2 separate regions of the Capra hircus genome follow, and region 2 is linked to region 1. A link is a contact called in public Hi-C data. All regions are on one chromosome and are shown on one strand. Each heading gives the region's core, a stretch centred on a gene start, on an enhancer-like site or on the middle of the called end of the contact. The rest is flanking DNA. Distances are from core to core; before and after follow the strand shown.

Region 1 (6,803 bases), core at 2,993-5,492:
TCTATGTGCACTGTTGAAATACCTGCTAGCTTAACATCTTGTTTCACACCTGCCATTAACTGGGCTGTAGTGTGGGAATTATATGTCTTTATTCAAACCAACACATGATGTCAACTTAGCCTTGGAGAAAGCCTGGATACTCTTCACTTCGTTTCCCCGTGTGGAATTAGCTGATTCACCACTCCCATAAAGCCCAAATATAAGGTGATATGGGAACCTGAGAGATCTGTCCATTGAGATGAAGTGCACCTGCTGAGTCTGCTTAGATCCAATCCTGTAAGAACCACCTCCAGCCTAAGATAGATTGCCACGGAGACCCATCCATACTGAGACTCTGTTGGATCTGAAATTCAAAGGTTTTAACAGGCAGCTCAATCACATCGCTGCTTGTTTTATAGACTAGTATATAGAGGTCCTTGACATTCTGGGAGCTGATTTTTTATCAGTGCTAGTTTTTCTGTTTTTGTTTTTGATCACAGCATGGTTTTTCACTAGAACCCTAGAAATCTATGATGTGACTATATATCAGCAATTTTCAGACTGTGCACACAGCATCGTTGACTAACACAGATGCAGCCTCACCATGTGATGTGGTCCAAATGGTGGAGCCAGTCACAGAGCTGCCTGAGCCTGATGCAGAGTCCTTTCCTGCCCTGCACCCACACGATGGAGCAGCACTCGCAGCAGCAGATGGGTGGGATGGAGTGATGTACCCATTGAGGTCATGTGTTGTCTCAACACTCCACAGAAGCATCAAAAATACTGTATTTCACTGTCAGTGGCCCTAGGAACAAGATACAGCTTGTTGGTCTCTAAAAGGATAAGCCAGCATGCCTTAGACATGTGGATCCCCAACATAATAATGCAGCAGGCTCATGAATGTTGAAAAGACTTGCATTTCACCTTATGGAAGACATATATTTTTGCAAGTCAACCTGAGTCTTAGCAATTTCTTGCTGGTCAGGTCTACTTAATGTATTGTTCAATAAGGCTTGTGTGGCGGAATTCAGTGTAGAATGTCCAGATCATCAAGGTTTCCTCAGCCTACACTGTGACAGAGACAAAGACAGTTAACACCATGATGGGCCAGTACTGGAGATGTGATCAATTTCAGGTGCATCGTTGGTGAATACGAACTATACCAGAGGTGTGTTAGATCCTATGTCTTCACTCGGTTGCTTTGCCATGTATGCAATCAAGGACAAAACTTTCAAGGTATTATGTCACACACTGCCACTAGATGGCAGACAAACACCACAGTAAACAAGTGTCCTTGGCTGCTGCTGCTGCTGCTGCTAAGTCGCTTCAGTTGTGTCCGATTCTGTGCGACTCCAGAGACGGCAGCCCGCCAGGCTCCCCGGTCCCTGGGATTCTCCAGGCAAGAACACTGGAGCGGGTTGCCATTGCCTTCTCCAATACATGAAAGTGAAAAGTGAAAGTGAAGTCGCTCAGTCGTGTCCGACTCTTAGCGACCCCATGGACTGCAGTAGGAAATACTGAGAAAGTTAACAATGATACTGTCCCATTTCCAACATGAAGCCCTCAATGCTTGAATGGGTTCAGGTGTGACCTGGGGAAGAGCTGCAGCTATGCTGAGTGGTGCAGAAACCCTCCATGTGTCCTGTGCACTGTGGCTATAAGGGTGACGTTGGCCCTGCCCCGTTGAGATGGTTGTGTCCTCAGAGCCCATCTCTACCTTCTTCTAAGCAGGATTAATCTCAGGAGACCATATTTCCAGAGCTGCTGAAGCTGACCTTGTTGGCTAAAGATTTGAAACTGGACTTCATGGACATCCTCAGGTACCGTTTAATCACAACCCACAACTTTGGAATCTGTCCTTCCCATCTAATTTCAATCCACAGTGAAGCTAAAAAATGTGGCAGAAACTCTGGCCACAGCCATAGCAGCCTCCCCCTTCTGTTCAGTCCCCACTTCTGCCCTGCTGTGCATGGAGCCTGCATGCGCTTGGTACATGAGTAAATGTGTGAAGCCTTCCTAAGGCCTAAGCTCTGGACTTTTCTGATCATTTGAACTTAAAATTTTAAAGTTTTGATTCTTTGAACTTGAATCAATATAAATGGGTAGAAAGTTGAAAATAACATATTTCACCCCAAAACCATCAAATCACAGGAAATATTAAAGAATCGCTGTTTAAATCAGGTTTTAAAACTGGATAAACATAACAATTGTAGGCCCCAGATTGTCTAACTCGGCACAGTTCTGACATGAAAGTTCATAATTTCATAAAAGTTTCCAAAGGTTTAAATTGAAATCATTAAAACCCCTTAACCTGAAGCATAAATTAGACCTGTAAATAATCTTTGCGATGAAACTTTGAATATTATTTTGTTCAGGAATGGGAGCAGAAGAAAAAAAGGATGAGAGAACACACACACACTCAAACACAGTCTCTCAAGCATTATCTAACAAATAGAATACTGGCGAATTTGGTAACAGAAATGGTCTACATGTTGTATTAACATACATTTCAAAATCCCTTCCATATTCTACATTATAAGATTTTCACCATCTGTAGAGACTGCGTACTGCTTTCATGGGAATTTTAGGGAATAAAAGGTACTAAACTCTATCAAGTAACACTTTTCTGATCTAACAGTGGTCTATGTACCAACTGATCCCCGAGTCCTCAAGGACCCAGAAAACACAAAAACCACCGTGAGCAGACTGGCTTCCCACTGCGTGTTGTAGACACAGCTCCTCTGTCTTTGCAGCCAGAACAGGAGGGTTTGGGGACTCCCTGGTCTCGTGACACTGATGGCAGAGGTAGTTTCATCTTCATCCACCATTTCCTCCTGCCTGTCCTCTCTGCAGCTCACAGCGACTCCAGGGGATGTGGCCTCGGTCTTCATCCTACTTTGGAGAGCACTGATCTTCCTGTATTTGGGCTGATCCTGGCTTTTGAGTTCTTCCTGGTCAGACTCCAACCCCAGCTACGTTCTTTCTAACTGGAGAAAGAATCAGTGACTGCGGGTGAGATAACCAGGACTGGCGTCACTGGGTATATGAATGGCTTCCTGCTCTGGCCCAGCAGTGGCTCCACCCCCAGGATGGACACCCACCACTTTTGCTGCAACATCCCATCCTGGGCTCCCGCAGGCCTGTGTCCATGCCCGGTCCACACTTCATGGCTCCAGTCTCGTGTGCAAGGCTTCCATCTTCCTTCCTCCAAGGTTGTCTTCCTCCCACTTCTTGAGCCCCATCACCCTGCACCTGCCCTGAGAACTGCCAGCTCTTAGGACGTGGGGGTGGGGGAAACATGCAGAGCTGGAAACAAATGGATTCGGGGACATAAAATCAGTCATTGGCCGGGAGAGGACCATAGCTCCTCCACCCATGGGATTCTCTAGGCAAGAATACTGGAGTGGGCTGCCATTTCCTTCTCCAGTGGATCTTCCTGACCCAGGGATTGAACCCAGGTCTCCCACATTGCAGGCAGAAGCTTTAACCGCTGACCCAGCAGGGAAGCCCCCCTGAAGGCAGTAGCTTGGGTTAAAGGGAAAGAAAGACATGAACCGTCATTCAAGGAGGTTAGGACACACATAGCATGGATGTGTATAAAGGCATTCAGAGTTAGAATATAGCTGAAAATTGTCAGGTATGGAGGGACTAAGTCCCTGCCTTGGTGGCCTTGGAGGACATGCTGGGACAGAGCAGTTAGTATGGAAGTCACAGTGCTCAGCTGGGATAACAGGGAGCAATGGAGATGCTTGGAATCTGGGCGCTTACTGACCAATCGTGACACACACATTTTACTGTTCTTCTCCCTCATTGCCTCTCTGGCCGGTGGTGATGACAATTTCTCCCACCAAGAATATCAAGGAATCCAGCAAGAGGAAGCCTCTGTGGCTCCAATAATATTCACTGGCATCAAATAAAAGGAGCCTGTTTAATTCCTTTGAGTGTCGTACCTGATCCAGACCCTGTCTTAGAAGGAGAGAGACCAAGAAAGCATGACATGGATCCTGAAGAAATCAAAAGAACCCTGTACTCACAGGGGAGTAGACTGAGTGTGTCCTGTGATCCCCAAGGGGAAGTAACTCTCTGAGGCAAGCGTGTGCTGCCTGTGGGACCCAGACCCGGGCACTCCCAGCCCCTGAGCTGTTACTGAGGTCAGCCAGCCCTGCAGCCTCGTCCAGCCCTGCCACGCCCTGCTGATTTACATGTTTCCAGAGCACAGCCCACTGCCCTGGACACTTCCTCATAGTCTGGTCACAGCCTGGGCGGGAGTCCGCGTCCAGGTCAGGACGCACGGTGAACATGAGGGCCCCCCGGCAGCTCCTTGGTCTCCTGCTGCTCTGGCTCCCAGGAGAGGAGGGAGAGCACTGGGGGACTGTGCAGCCCAGTGTGGTCAGTACCGCCTGGCCCTTCAGGGAAGTCCTCTTATAACTTGGTTAATCTTGTGGAGATATGTTTTTGTGTTTCCAGTCTCAGCTGCCAGGTGTGACCTCCAGATGATTCAGTCTCTATCCTCCCTGTCTGCATCTCTAGGAGACAGAGTCTCCATCACTTGTCAGGCCAGTCAGAGTGTTAGAAATAATTTACAGTGGTATCAAGAGAAACCAGGGAAAGCTCCTGAGTTCCTCTTCTGTGACACAACCAGTGTGCACACAGGGGTCCCATCCCGGTTCAGTGGCAGTGGATCTGGGACAGATTACGCCTTCACCACCAGCAGCCTGGAGGCTGACGATTTTGCAGCTTATTAGTGTAAACAGGAAAACAGTAGACCTCCCACAGTATTACACACCCGAACATAAACCAACCAGGAGAGCAGATGGGTGAGGCTGGGCTGCCCTAGCTCCTCTAGGTACCTTCATCTGCTCAGAGCATTTCTCAAATGCAGCCACATGTGCAAGTTACTGATTTATGAAAAATAGTCCTATAGAATCTATATGCAGATGCATATGTACCTATTTGCTATAGTGATGTTTGGCACATATTATATACCATGAATCCAAGTCCAACAGGGGTCTGTGACTCCCTCAGACACACATACAGGCATTATAAGTGTTTACACAAAATAGTCATGTAACTTAAACTGAGAGGAATCTGATTATATTCGATCCTAACATTAGTGTATATGACTAAATATAGTACTTGCTCCATCTAGGGGAATTTTCTTTTTTTTCCTTGTATCTAAAACTCCCATCAAATTGATATGTTGTCTTTAAAATATTTCTAAGTCTGTAGGAATCCAGAGGGCATGAGTGGAAACAAGTTTTCTAATGTTAAAAGTGAAATATTTGCATCCTGTGAAATTCATATTCATGGTATGTTGACAATGATCCCTTGAATTCCAAGTAGATTTTTGTTTCGTATGAGGCACAATCTTGTTAACTTCATCAAACAAGTCATAGACTTTGTGATTTACAGAAATAATGACAAGAAACCTACCCATAAAGAAACACAATAGAATCAAAGATGTTTCCTCTTTTATTTACACACTTGATCTTAGCCAAAAGGCCAAGAGGTGATTCCTCTTTATGTTTATAATATAATAAAATATTTGGTGCTATTACCTGGAATAATAGATTTCTAAACATTCTAATAAACAGCTTCAGACTTCACATAAGGCTGTAAGGATTCCAGAAGAGACAGCCAATCTGTGGGGGGAAAGTATTCCTAATTGACTAGGATAAGTATTCCTAGGGAGAGCATTTATTTTTTATTCATGTATTTATTTTTAATATCTGACTCTTATTCTCTGATTGATCAGCCTTGCTCTAGAAGGATAAATATGCAAATTTCTGGAAGCACTGAAAAATGGGACTGCTAGTACTTCAAAGTGCACTTGGACTTTGGGGATCCCTGGCTTCTGGCCAAAAGTGACTAAGTAGATGAGAAGTTCACTCCTGTGAGGCCAATGCTTCCTTAAGGCAGAAAACCACTGTTCTCACTTGCTTACGCAGGCCGTGTATTTTTATCGTAAGATAGGAAGGGCCACTAAATACTTCACTCATCCCTTGTGTCTTTTCTACTCTGAACTTTCCATTTGTGTTAACCAGAGAGGAAAAGAAGTAGTTAGTGAGAATTTAGTTGGTTCAGATATCAGTATATGTGATTTAATTTGATGTTTTTATTTTCCAGAGTGTCTTGAATATCTTTTTCAAAATTATAGGAATTTCTTTTGACTTGAAGTGTGAAGTGTTAGTTGCTCAGTCGTGTCTGACTCTGTGCGACCCCATGGACTGAAAGCCCACCAGGTTCCTCTGCCCATGGAATTCACCAGGCAAGAATACTGGAGTGGGTTCCACTTCCTTCTCCAGCAGAACACGTAGGCACAGGGATCAACCCACATCTCCTACATCTCCACACTGGCGAGCGGTTTCTTTACTACTAGCGCCACCTGGGAGGCCTCTTTTCCTTGGTTTATTGATCCTTACTGAAGGAAAATAAGAGTAACTATGCTAAAGCCCGTTATAAGAATTAAATAAATGAATACATACAAAATACCGTATGACTAATTAAGTTTATAAGTGAAAGTGAAACATGAGTGAAAGTGTTAGTCGCTCATTCTTGTCTGATTCTTTGCAACCCCTTGAACTGTGACCTGCCCGGCCCCTCTGTCCGTGGAATTCTCCAGGCTCTCACTCAGCAAATACTTGTTAGTATTGTCAATTTGCTTCATCTTGTAATTATGTAGATACAATCTTTCCCATCATGTTTTTATTTCAGATCATTCCATAGATTGTCATTATCTTCTGAAACTCCCACTTTGTCAAGTGGTGGAATAGCTTATTTCCTACAACCTAAAAAAAAAAGTGTACACATTTGGAAAAAGAAAT
Region 2 (6,803 bases), core at 3,105-5,604, 150 kb after region 1:
CTACTTAAAATAAATTAAATAGATTTTAAAAGATCACAACTGAAATTAAATAAAACCAGGAAGGAAAGGAAATCAGTAGATCTGGTTTCCTTTCTCTAGTAATTTTATTTCTTTGGTAAAGCAAATGTCACTTCAGAATCTCACAAAAGATTATGGTAGTACTATAAAGGGGGAAAATGTTGGCCAATTAAGAAACTATTTCATAAAATAGCAAGTAAATTTGATTTTATATATTCATACTTCTGAGTGTACAAGAGTTTTATAAACTATAAAGGGCTTCACCATTGTAAGGGGTTCCTGTGATTTCTGAACTAGGGCATTTTTCTTTTTGTCTGTTCTTCTGTGATTCTGATGATTAGATAAGATTAATATCAACCTAGTATAGTGGGTTAGTTACTCAATCGTGTCTGACTTTTTGTGACCCCATGGACTGTAGCACTCTAGGCTCCTCTATCCATGGAATTCTCCAGACAAGAATACTGGAGTGGGTAGCCATTCCCTTCTCCAGGGGATTTTCCTGACTCAGGGATCAAATTCTGGTCCCCTGCATTGGCAGGCAGATTCTTTACCATCTGAGCCACCAGAGAAGCCCAATCAAATGAACAATTTGTTCTATGTAAAAATGCATGTGCCTACAAGCAAGGCTGGAAAAGAAAACATAGACAAAACATTAAGCTGTTCTATTAGAGTGAAAATTTATTAACTTTCTTCCTTCTAAGTTTTTGTTATCAGAGTATCATTTTCCAATAAGTAACATTTAGGACAGGGAAAACATTGCTAAGATTGCACAGTGGAAGTCAGAATTAAACCATTGTTTCATTTTCCAATTTAGATAGATCAAAGGGCTTCCAAGGTGGCTCAGTGGTAAAGAATCCACCTGCCACTGTCGGAGACACGTAAGATATGGGTTCAATCCCTGGGTCTGGAAGATCCCCTGAAGAAGGAAATGGTAACCCACTTCAGTATTCTGGCCTGGAGAATTCCGAGGACAGAGAAGCCTGGCAGGCTATAGTCCACTGGGGCACAAAGAGTCAGACACAACTGATCAACTGAGAGCATACACACACACAATCCCTCTTGAGCACAGCTCTGTTAGAGGCCCTGGGCAGATCATTCTCCAGCCATGGAGACCCTTCCTAGAGAAATAAGGCACCATTATTTAACCTGACAAACACGGGAGCTTACTGCTTCCTAACAGTTTGAACTAAGTGATTTGAAAGGTTAAATTCTACCAATTACAGAAATACTTTTCAGAATCCAAAATTATCTTTTATTATCAAGTGACACATGAACAATAAAGATAAGTTCAGCCATTCTGGATTGAAAACTGAAAATACTTTACATTTAGACAATTGTCTAAAATAAATTGCTTTAGTCAATTAAGTCTCTTCTCCCTAACTTCTCACATTCATTTGCCTAGTTCCACTCTGGAAAGTACTTAAAAAGGAAAAAATAGGTTAATGAAAAACACTGAAAGGCATTGAATATTTTACTGAAAATGTTTCCATTTAATTGTTGGAAAAGTAATCCATGAACTTGGTAAAACGTTCATACAGTACAGAAGAAAAATCATGGAAAGCAAATCTCTATTTACCACTCCATGTTCCCCAGATTAAGAAATTTTTAACAAAGTGTTTTAGCTCTAAAGTACATTTTTAAATAAAAGTGGACTGAAACCAAAACCTGAAAAGTTAGAAAAGTCATAGCAAGAAGCGAGACTTAGAGTTACACACTGTATAACCTCTCCATATAAAGTAATACTTCTACTTCCAAAACCAAAACTTTTGAAATTCTTTTAGAATTGTCCTTACTATAAAAATTCAAGTTATCAAAGTGTTAATTATTTAATTTCAGAAAAGTATTCCAAAAATAAGTTCTAGAATTCAGTCTCTTATTTGGATAAATATTTGGGGTCGTTTATTCATTGCTGTCCAGATGGCTGGACATCACCACTGATGCAATGAACATGAACTTGGGCAAACTCCAGGAGATGGTGAGGGACAGGGAGGCCTGGCGTGCTGTAGTCTATGAGGTTGCAAAGGGTCAGACATGACTGGGTGACTAAACAACAATAGCAATTCGTTGCTGTTGTTTATATCTGATATACATGAATGAGATGATCCGCTGAGGTTCCTATAGAAAGAGGCATGCAGAAAATATATTTTATCCCATTAAATGAATTTATACTTAATGAGAGGGGAGGAATAAATTAGGAATTTGGGATTAACAAATACTATACATTACTATACATAAAACAAGCAAGGACCAACTGTAAAACACAGGGAACTAGATTCAATATTTTGTAATACCTTCTAATGGGAAAAAATGTGAAAAAGAATATATATATGTATATGTGTATAACTGAACTAGTGTGCTATTTGCCTGAAACATTGTAAATCACTACACTTCAAATTTCAAAAAGAAAAAAATATAGAAACATATAAAAAATTATAATTAACAAGTACTTGCCATAATTGAAAACAAAAGTCAATGAGATTACTTAGAGAAAGAAGGAGTCCTCTTTTCTCCTCAAAACTTTTAAACTTAAATGTAAAGCTACTTATGGCCACATCTCACATAATAACCATCAATTTTAGGAAGATGAATTCATTGTAGTGAATTTTACTGTATGTGAATTATATCTCAATAAAAAATAAGTATGCACTAAATAAAACCCAAGAAATTATACTTGAAGGAAAGAAGCTGATTTAAGCCATCAGCCCAAAGGGCCCAACTCTCAGCTCTGCAAAGTACCTCCAGAATTTCCCATATCGAAGGGTATTTGGGGGAGAATGGATACATGTATATGTATGGCTGAGTCCCTTCACTGTTCATGTGAAACTATCACAACTTTGTTAACTGACTATACCCCAATACAAAATAAAAAGTTAAAGAAAAAAAATTCCAGGTCCACACTTACAAGTGTTAGCAGCCTTGGTTCATGCTTATTCAGAGACTTAACTTTTCATGCTTAAAATAGTCTACTTTGATGAAACTATGCTTATTTTCTCCAATTAAAATTGCATCTACCTATAAGGGAAAATAATTTGAAAAATAATATATATACATATATGTATACACACTTGCTGTACATCTGAAACTAACATACTGTAAATCAACTTGAAACTTAATTTTAGTTGAACATTTAGTTTTCAATCTTTTCCTTACTCGTTTCCCAAATCAGAAAAGCATAAAGTTGTAAAGCATTCTATTATACTCAGTGAGGGAAAGAAAACCACACAAATGAAAGCACACTCTCTCAGCTGGGGAGTAAGTTGGAAAAGTAAGTAAATTGGAAAAGACCAACTACCTGGAATGATATGAAATTATGTTTCCACCTCCCTGGGCTTCCTCTGGAGTCTCCAAACCCACCCACCCACCCCTACACACACACACACACAGCCTGGGTGAGACCCAGGGCCCAGCCCTTACCCCAGAGTTTCTGCACGGGCACCAGGTTGGCAGCACTCACTGTGGGAGGCCTGGTGGCAGCCCAGAGTGGCTCCTCAATGGGGCTGCAGGTGCCTTCTGTACCAGAGATCTGCTACATTTTACAGTGTCAACTATTCAGAGTTTGGCTCTTTCTCCCCCAGTCAAGCTTCCCCGCTCCCTAGAGCAATCTCCTGTGACCCCTAGGGACTTGTATGTAGCTGTCCAGGGAAGACAGTCTGCCTGAAGAGGTCATGGAGGAGTTTTGGTGAGGTGGGAATTCCAGCTCAACCCAGCCTAGCCTGCACTTCCAGCCATGGGAAAGCTCTGTGCATCCAGGGGAACAGATGGAGGTAAGGGTTAGATGAACAGAGGTATCTTTCTTGTCTTGACTGCAAAAAAAATAGTCCCCTGCCACTCACTAATGCAGCTCAAACTACTTCTGACCCTTGGCTGGTTAGTTTGCCCAAGTTGGTCTACTAGCATCAGTCACTTTGGGTGAGATGGTTTGAAGAACCAGCAGAAACTGCACAATACAGAGATTTGCACACAGCAATTTGAGATAAGGATTCAAGGAAAGGCTGATTCAAACAGCATTTACTATTACATGACATCTAGGACCGAGAACTCTGACCACTGGCACATCCGGGAAAGTCTCTGTAGGCCCTGCATTATCAGTACAGTGGGGCTCAAGCTTCAGTGGACACACGTGTCAAACACCCCAAAAGAAAAATCAAAGACCCTCCAGTTCCAATGGTGCATGCCTTGTCTTTCTCTTGAATCCTGGCAATAACTTGTCTAAAATAGAAGGGAGGGGCAGTTCTGAGATGGGGAACGCCAAAGACAAACCTGCTGGGGCCAGGGATAGTCAACAGGGCAAGCTCGCCCCTTGGGTCCCACTCAGCAAGGGCCACCGCGAATCCCAGTCGGCCAGCCAGCAGGCAGAGCAAGCCTGGTGTGCGGGGCTGGAGAGCCCTCTGCTGGCTATCGTGAAGAGACAACACCCAGCTCTTGGCAACCCCATGGACTGTAGCCTCCTCTGTCCTGGGGATTTTCCAGGCAAGAATACTGGAGTGGGTTGCCATTTCCTCCTCCAGGGGCTCTACCCGACCCAGGGATGGCAGGCAGATTCTTTACCACTGAGCCACCTGGGAAGCCCCAGGGCTTGGAGGCTGACTCCCTAAAGCCTGGAGATGAACGAAAGAGACTCCGTATCTAAAACTCCATTGTCTGACTGCGTCACATCCATCCTTATATATGTATAACCTTTGTAAAATATTTGACATATCCCCTGCGCATACTCACCATTTTTTTTTAGTTTAGTAATATTGTTTGGATTCTTCGGCAAATACAGAAAAACACTGGAATTCCCTGGCGGTCCAGTGATTAGGACCACTATCAAGGGCTTGGGGTTCAATCTCTGGTTGGGGAATTAATCCTGTAAGCCACACAGCATGGCCAAAAATAAATAAATACAGAAAAACACATGAAAATGAAAGTCACATATGATCCCATCAGCAAAATAACTATTACTTTCAACACTATTTAATATGCATAATTTTCTATTGGTCGAGATCATGCTCCACCTACTGGCAGATGCATTTCTGCCCTTGGCGCCATTGGTTAGTCGGCTGATGGGAGGCTCTGGCTAAAGGTTAGGGTGGGAAGAAAGCTTAAAGCAAAGCTTTAGTTCCCCTCTGCTTTGGGGAGGAATTTTCCAGCAGTGGCTACATCTCCCTTGTGGTCCTAGCTTCCACCAAGTGCCCAGTTTCTGGGTTCTGATGACGTCACCTTTTCCTGCCCTGGGAGTGCAGTGGCTTGTGGCTGTCACTCATCTCTGGGTCAATTCAACACAAGGATTGCTTCTCTGCCCTTCCACTTCCTGTGAATCATTTCCCATAATAAATTCCCTTTGCTTGAAATGCCTAGAGTGGCAAGAAAATGCCCTTTACTTTCCTGACTAGGACTGACATATGTCACTCACACCTATGCTTTTCGGTTAATTTGTCACTCAATATTATTCTATAAAGGTTTTTCAGTGTCTTTTGTTCTTTGAAAATCTTTATTTGCTGCATAATGTCTCATGACATGACACCTTACTGGATTTGTGTTGTTCAAATTTGTAATGTTTGCTAGATTGCAACATTGGTATGAACATCATTGTAAATAAATTTTTATCTACATTTCTTTTTTTCTCTAAACATTCAGAACTGGATTTTTTGCGGGGGAGGAGCGTTGGTTTTTGGGTTTTTTGGTTGCATCAGGTGACCTCTTAGTTGTGGAATGCAGGATATTTGTTACATCATGTGGGGACATTTTGTTGTGGTATGAGGATTCTCTAGTTATGGCAAGCGGGCTCAGTAGTCGTGGTGTGCAAGTCTAGTTGCCCCTCAGCATGGGGGGTCTTAGTTCCCTGACTAGGGATCAAACTAGAGTCCCCTGCAGTCCAAGGTGGACTCTTAACCACTGGACCACCAGAGAGGTGCCCCCTATCTACATTTCTAAGTACTTGATCAGATTCGATTCCTGGATGTAACTGAAAAAGATTGATTCAATTGAAGATTCTTGGTAAGTATTGCCTCCAAATCCCCAGAAAGATTAGACCAATTTACAGTCCTACCAGAGGTCTAAATAGAGCTTGTCTCACCTTGCCCTCTACAACACTGATTAGATTATTTGCTAATTTTATAGACCAAAAAAGGCATCTGCTAGCTATTGTTTTAATTTAGATGTGTTTTGTTTTCATTGTTAGTGAAATAGAACTTTTTCTGGTGTTCATTAGCCACATGCATTTACTCTTTTGTAAATTATCTACTTTACCATTTACTGTCCAGTCCGTAATGATTCTCTTATTGACTGAGGTATCAGTCAAGGTTCTTAGATGCAAACAACAGAAATTGGTTCTGGCTAAATTAGGCAGAAATGGGATTTATTTAAAGGATACAATACATCTCCAAAATGGATCGCAAGGCTGGAAAATTAGGTTTAGAAAATAGTACTTCCCCAGTGGTCCAGTGGTTAAGACTTCACCTTCCAACACTGGGGGTGCAGGTTTGATCCCTGGTCAGGGAGCAAAGATCCCACATTTCTCATGGCCAAAATACCAAAACATGTAAACAGAAAAAGTATTTTAACAAAATTTAACAAAGACTAAAAAATGTCCATGTTGAAAATAGAACCAAGGATACCTGCTAACAGTGGAAATATGGCCAAGATCTAATCCTAAACTGATCTAAATAAGGTGCTGTATTGTGGTTGCTACCCTTAATGTTGTTCCTGGCCTTGCCGCCACCACCACTGAATGCTGAACGCTACCATCAGCATGAACACGGTGTGTATTTCTCCACCTCTGTGAATTTGGTCTGGCATTTTCA

The links. Hi-C and Micro-C count contacts between places; a contact is called where the count stands out from the background.
Region 2: a Hi-C map of blood shows a contact between it and region 1, with 2.8 times the contacts expected there. The contact joins two enhancer-like sites. A contact is called at or near these places in 3 of 5 Hi-C or Micro-C datasets (blood and liver).

The regions. Positions count from the first base shown.
Region 1 is chr11:46,786,524-46,793,326 of ARS1.2, forward strand. No RefSeq gene overlaps it. Among named protein-coding and RNA genes, the nearest start is that of PAX8, 150 kb to the left of the region's middle. Within about 2 kb of position 4,243, at least 1 of the 5 cell types and tissues checked has an H3K27ac peak or open chromatin away from gene starts, as enhancers often do.
Region 2 is chr11:46,939,282-46,946,084 of ARS1.2, forward strand. No RefSeq gene overlaps it. Among named protein-coding and RNA genes, the nearest start is that of RPIA, 49 kb to the right of the region's middle. Within about 2 kb of position 4,355, at least 1 of the 5 cell types and tissues checked has an H3K27ac peak or open chromatin away from gene starts, as enhancers often do.